2 separate regions of the Columba livia genome follow, and region 1 is linked to region 2. The links are chromatin contacts, called in public Hi-C maps. All regions are on one chromosome and are shown on one strand. Each heading gives the region's core, a stretch centred on a gene start, on an enhancer-like site or on the middle of the called end of the contact. The rest is flanking DNA. Distances are from core to core; before and after follow the strand shown. Region 1 overlaps ZMYND11 (zinc finger MYND-type containing 11). Region 2 holds the start of VIPR2 (vasoactive intestinal peptide receptor 2).

Evidence for each region. A called contact is a pair of places that touch in the nucleus more often than the background predicts.
Region 1: a Hi-C map of crop shows a contact between it and region 2, with 4 times the contacts expected there. The contact joins the enhancer-like site here to the promoter of VIPR2 in region 2. A contact is called at or near these places in 2 of 2 Hi-C or Micro-C datasets (crop and liver).

What each region holds. Positions count from the first base shown.
Region 1 is chr2:11,635,572-11,638,682 of bColLiv1.pat.W.v2, reverse strand. It overlaps ZMYND11 (zinc finger MYND-type containing 11), which reads right to left. Exons shown (of 15, transcript XM_005498561.3): 5 at 2,684-2,761; 6 at 2,223-2,315; 7 at 657-744. Among named protein-coding and RNA genes, the nearest start is that of ZMYND11, 90 kb to the right of the region's middle. Within about 2 kb of position 1,527, at least 1 of the 3 cell types and tissues checked has an H3K27ac peak away from gene starts, as active enhancers do.
Region 2 is chr2:11,407,749-11,410,639 of bColLiv1.pat.W.v2, reverse strand. VIPR2 (vasoactive intestinal peptide receptor 2) reads left to right here and starts at 1,580. Exons shown (of 13, transcript XM_065050482.1): 1 at 1,580-1,874. The coding sequence starts at 1,824.

The DNA of each region.
Region 1 (3,111 bases), core at 278-2,777, 230 kb before region 2:
AGTCTCCCTGATGTGAACCATGTCTGCGGGGAGAACCACGTCCTTCCTCAGAGGATGGCTCTGCAGCACCTGGCTATGGCTTCTGGACATGGTGGTGGTGTTTTTCCATTTCCAATCAGACTGTCCCGCCATATCAAACACTCACTTTTTACTTCCCCAGTGGCTGGCAGCTTGTCTGATGTCTGTACCTCCACACACTGCACCACCAGGACACTCCTAGTGTGGATGTAGCTGGACTTGCTGTCACAATATGGCTGATACAGCCCACGAGTGAAAAATATGTGTCTATAATACGTATATTTCTGCTGACAAAGCACATCAGAGATCAGACCTCTTTCCACCCTAGAACATCACATGTATACTGGCAGAAATCTGCAGTATATCTGACTTATGACTTAGGGTGCAGAAAAAACAGGATAGCAAAGGTACCAAATCCCATTAACAGGTTCAGTCAGAGAATATGAAAATGGTTACGTAGTAGGTGGTCCAGAAAAGACCCTGCAAAGTCCTCTCACAGCTTACTTTGATTTTTAAGGGCTCTCAAATGACCTCATCCACATTTAAGATTATCTAATACCACATTCAATCCTGAAGCAGTGAGTCTCCTACAGGTAAAGATAAACCAAATAAAGCAAGCAGTAAACGTAGTACTTTACCTCCATAGAAAATCACTGTGTTGTGTAGGAGCAGCTGAGCATCTGCTTTGAACTCCTCATAACTCCTGTACTTTCCTTCATTTACTTTCTACACAAAAGAAAACACAGGACTGTGAAAAAACTGCTAAAAGTGCTGTAGCTGTGCTATGCAGAGCAGCTGCCACAGAAATGTGCATTATGCAACACAGACCAATGCTGCCTTCCCTGCATACAGAAGGAATACTTACAACTCTGACACGGTTTGTTAGTACCTGAACACTGGCTGCATTGGTCCCTTTATGCAATGCCCAGAAGTAAAACAGGTGCTTTAATACTCGACTACGTTTGAAAAGAAAAATCTCTTGGTTATAACACCATAAATCTGGGGTAGCTGCATCATAAGGTGTGGCCCAGAACACTTGTTGAAATTAAAATGCACTCCCTGAGGTGAAAATTTTGTACCTTAAAACACCAGCTAGTTCCAAATGAATGTTGACTGCCTTTACACTTCCAGGATCTTCACTTGACAGTGCGTGTTTCCTGATGAAGGCTGATTGTCTTAAGTCTTTGAAACTCCTAACAAATGCCTACACGGAGCCACACAGCTCATTTAATTAATACCTACTATGGTCTTTTGTCTGATAAAGAATGTGGCATTTTCAGCTCAGCTCTGTCAAGAACACCTATGAGAACTCCAATCATCAAACAAATCATGAAGCTACTGGGATGTTATCAAGGCCAAAAGACCTTCTGTGGAAGCTGGTGAAGGTGACAGAGTGAAAGGAAGGCCTGACCTATTTTCAGGCTCAACCATTGTTATCAGTACTTCAAGCCAGCCAGTAGTGCTGGTCTCCAAAACTGCCAGTGAAGCTCTTGTTTATCCATCTGTTTCAGTAACAACAATAAAACAAAGGCTTTTCACACCTATGGCTGTAAAGGGCAATGTATATTACAGCATTGCACAGCAATCCAGTTGCAGCAATGAATACAGATTAATATGCTGTTCATTTAGGTCATGTGCAGTTGATTTACATGAGTCATGGTCAGACTTTGGTTCAGGAAAAAAGGACAACATATTTACTAGTACTTTATTTTTGGAACAATTAATGCAAAACAGATGTTTTAAGTGAGTCTGTTTTTTCATGATCAACAGAACAATTGGTTCTTTATGAATCATTTAGATGTTTATCAAGTTGCCGCCTACACAAAGCCTTAATGACTCAAATTGGAATATGATCAAAAACACTGGGCCAGATATGCACACATGGGCCCTCAAGTCCACATTCAATGACTTAGATTAAAGGGTACTTTCTCTGAGGATTTCAGCTACCTACAGCTCCCACTAAAACCTTTATACAAAAGGAATTGAGGATATTGTGTCTGAAAACTAGGCACCACTCAGAATGGTTTCATTTGGTTACCCATTTATGAGGAAGAGTTTGACTTTTAAGCTCCCATTTCCAACACTGGACACAATACTGAACTACTGATCATATGGAGAATTAAACAGGATTAGTGCTTAAGGTTTATCTTCACTGTTAAAAGACACCATAAACAGTATGGAATTTAGAAAGCAAGTCACTCTACCTCCTGTATAGTAGGAACATCAACTGCTGAGTGCACCAGCCTTCTATACATTGGGTGTTTGTTGTCCTTCCCTTTCTTGTTTAGATCTATAGCCTGAAAGGACCATGAGACTGTGTAAGTTATTGCATTTAGACTCTGCTTAAAACACAACAAAGATTCAAAAAATGAAATAGTTTGGAATATTTCAGATGGGAAATACACAAGGCCAAAGTGTAGATCCACAATCAGACAGATTACACGTGTCTCAAACCTGAAAAATGTCCATTTCAGAGGAGCCACAGGCCCATGGCATAAACTGCTGCTGCCAGAATGGTACTAATTCGAGCAATGAGACATGGTTAAGCGTATGTTCAAATACACATACCGCTCATGACAGCGGAAATAAAATGCCGCCCTCCTCCCCCCTCCATCCTCTGCAGTGCAACCCAACACTTGGATAAACTGCCCCATTTCAGACTCACCCGCTCCTTCATACGAGACACTATGAATCGCAGGTATGTGCTCATCTCTTGTTTACTTGTGTTTTTCTTCTTGATACTCTGCCAAAGAAAAACAGGATCATATTATTATTTTAAACTCGACTTGAAAATTCATCCAATAAAAATTTTCTCTGCATCACGTTATTTTAAAAGGTAACTTTGCATCACATATCACACAATTTTTTAGGGAAACTATTTCCTGAGAAATTAGTAACACTAACACATCACAACAACTGTATTGGTTGCTTTGAATTATATCTGGGCTGAGGACTTCAGCTACAGAAGAATTACTGGTTTTATTTCCACTTGTATGCATAATACTTTGTCAAAACCTCTCATGAAAAAAGTGTCTAATTAGAATAAAGCAATAAAGAAAGGCATTTTAGGGAGCAGTTTAAAATTTATGTAAT
Region 2 (2,891 bases), core at 331-2,830:
CTCCGCAAAGCCACTGCTGTTGAGTCTGCTGCTGAAGTACTTGAAGAGCCTTGACATGTACAAATTTCACTCATGAGGGTGCCTGGGTTTAAAAACTGGTTTCTTAACAGGATGGCAGTCATCACAAAGTGCAAGAAATAACTTCTAATGAGAGAGAAAACAGATATTTCCAAAGCCTTGCAACATCAGATTTGTGTAAAACAGAAGATTAGAGAAATGTTTTTGAGATTGTTATTCTGGAAAAACCTATAGCTCTCGAGAAATTGCTAAGAGCACCCTCAGATTGCTTGTGTCAATAACCAGGACCCAGAAGACGAGCCTTGGACATCAGTCTCAGGAGTCAGGGGGGTTGCACTGTGCAGTTCTCCATTTCCAAGAAGTTTGACCTGAGAGTCTGGTTGGACTCTGGGAATCCCAGAATTAGAGGCACAACCAGGTTCTTCCACAACCCAGCTGTTTCAGAAGTAGGTGCAATTTGGCATTTCGGTCCACCTATCACATACAAATCAAAGTAAATCCAAAAGGATACTGTTTTCTGTTACACTGAAAATATTTTCAATCGTATCCCATCCTACAGGAAGTTTTTCTCTCTCCATTAATGTTTCCCTCTGGTCTCAGTATGTAGGTTTTAACACTGCCCATTATGGTTTGTGGTATTTCTTTTTGATGATACCACAGAGGTTATAATCAAGTCTTTCTTCTCAATATATGTTTTTTTCCAAATCCATCCAGAAAATGAAAATTCTCTTCAGCTTTTTTTTTTGTGGAAGTGTACTTCTTTGCTTATAGCTGATTATTTTGGCTGGCATAAGGCTATTTAGGAGTCCTATGTTGCCCACTCAGTTCCTTTTAACACATACTACTTAAATTACAGCACATATAGGACAGTGGAAAGACAATTCTAATTTATTCTCATCCTCAGCTAAAAGCCAGTATATAATCTCTGTTTTTTCTACAACAAAAGGCATGGGCTAACATAAATGTCAATTATATATTTTATATGCCTTGTGAGGGAAACCCCAAGATCTATGCCTGGTAAACTGCCAGGCAATAATATAGGGTTGCCTTAAACTGTTCATCCTGTACTGAGACCTCAAAAAAAAAAACAGCTTGGAGGGAAGAAAACTTTTGTAATACATTTGCTGATCTGCCCAGGGAGAAGGCTGACCCTGCTAGGGATCACTTCACTTACATCTGTGAGGGAGTTTCTGTCTGTGTCTAGCTTGGGGGAAAAACGTGCTCGATTATCTTAATGGTTTCACGGGCAAAAAGCATCCCGGCATCAGTCCGGGCACCCAGGCCTCTCTGAATGTGTGTGCAGGAGAAGAGGGGACTTATCCAGCACCTGGGGACGGGCCGAGCGGGGTAAACCCTTCCCAAAACCCGGCACCAGCCCGGGATGACGGAGAAGCACCTGAGGATGGCCAAGAGGCGTCCCAGCTGAGGGGAACGTCTCGCACCTCTTATGGAGGGACCAACCGCGGCAGGGAGAGGGAGGAGGAGAAAAGGAAGCGGAGGAGAGGGGCTGAGGAGAAGCGGGAGAGAAAGGAGCCGGGGGCTAGAGGAGGAGCTGAGCGCAGAGAGGCGGCGGGCAGGGAGCTGACGGCCGCCGGAGCGGGAGGCGGCCGGGGGCAGGTGCGGGAGCCGCCTACAGCCGCAGGGCGGCGGCCGCCCGCGGGGCGGGGGGCTCAGCTCGGCTCGGCGCCCCGGCAGCGGCCCCCGGGCCGAATGGTGCCGCGGCGGGACCCGGCTCCTGCTCGCCGCCTTCGGAAGGCGCCCGCGGAGCGGCGCGGGGCAGCGGAGCCCGCCGGCTCTCGGCTGGCATGAAGAACCTGCCGATCCTCCTCCTCTCCGTCTGCTGGAGCTTGGGGCGGGTAAGTCACCCCGCGCTCACCCGCGGCGGAACGGTAAAACTCGCCCCTCCAGATCGCGGACGGGGTGACCCCTGCGGCGGTGCCTGTGCGGTACCCGGCGGGCTGGCGGTTCCCTTACAGCTTCCCCTCTCCCCGAAGCGCAGGGCTCAGCCGCAGCAGGTGCGGAGACTTCGGCCCCGCCGCACTTCGGGAGCGAGTGAGTCCCGCCGGTCGCGCTCATCGGGTGTCCCCGGTAAGCGGGGATGTCGCAGGGAGGGGGCTTCTGCCCCCGGTGGAATTCCCTGCCCATCGGCGCTCTCCGGGGCCGCTCAGGCAGCGGCGGGCCGGTCGGAGGCGCAGGTGGCGGGGCGCTGCCCTGCAGCCCCGGGCACTCCTCGGGGGCCGGGAAGGCTCCGCCCCGGCAGGGCAGCGCGGACCGGGCCCGGTCCCCATGCCGGTCGTCATTCCCGGTCCCCGTTCGCGGCAGAGCGGGGCTGGCACCGTTTGTCGCCGAGTCACTTGTTCCCCGCTGTTTTTCCCGGCAACCGGTGGCCACTAGTTTGCTAAGAGTTTTCACAGAGCGCTGTCCTGGTACCGTCTGGAGGGTCGTTAGCAATCATAATATGGTGATTAAAACCCCGAGTGTTTAATTTGTCGTTAACACGTGCAACCAGGTAACAATGTACAAAGCATTCAGACTATTAAAGACTTCAAATTTAGGGCATCTGCTTTTAACATCTTTATATTTTTAAGCATTTCTTCAGTTGTTTGTCAGAATCTATAATGTCGTTAGAAACGTTATTTATGAAAAAAAAAAAAAAAACACAAAACCCGCCCTCTAAATTTTTCCGTATTTTGTTACCATAAATCTAAAATACTGGATGATGTTTGCCGTAAGTCGGGAAACAATGCTGAGGGTAAACATAAGCTGCTTGTCAGAAGTGTATTTCCAGTCAAACTGCTGTTCTGGATGCCTTAAAAATTGTTAAGTCACTAAAAACACAAGAGTCCTCAGCTGGATTGCCAGCTGTGTACCTT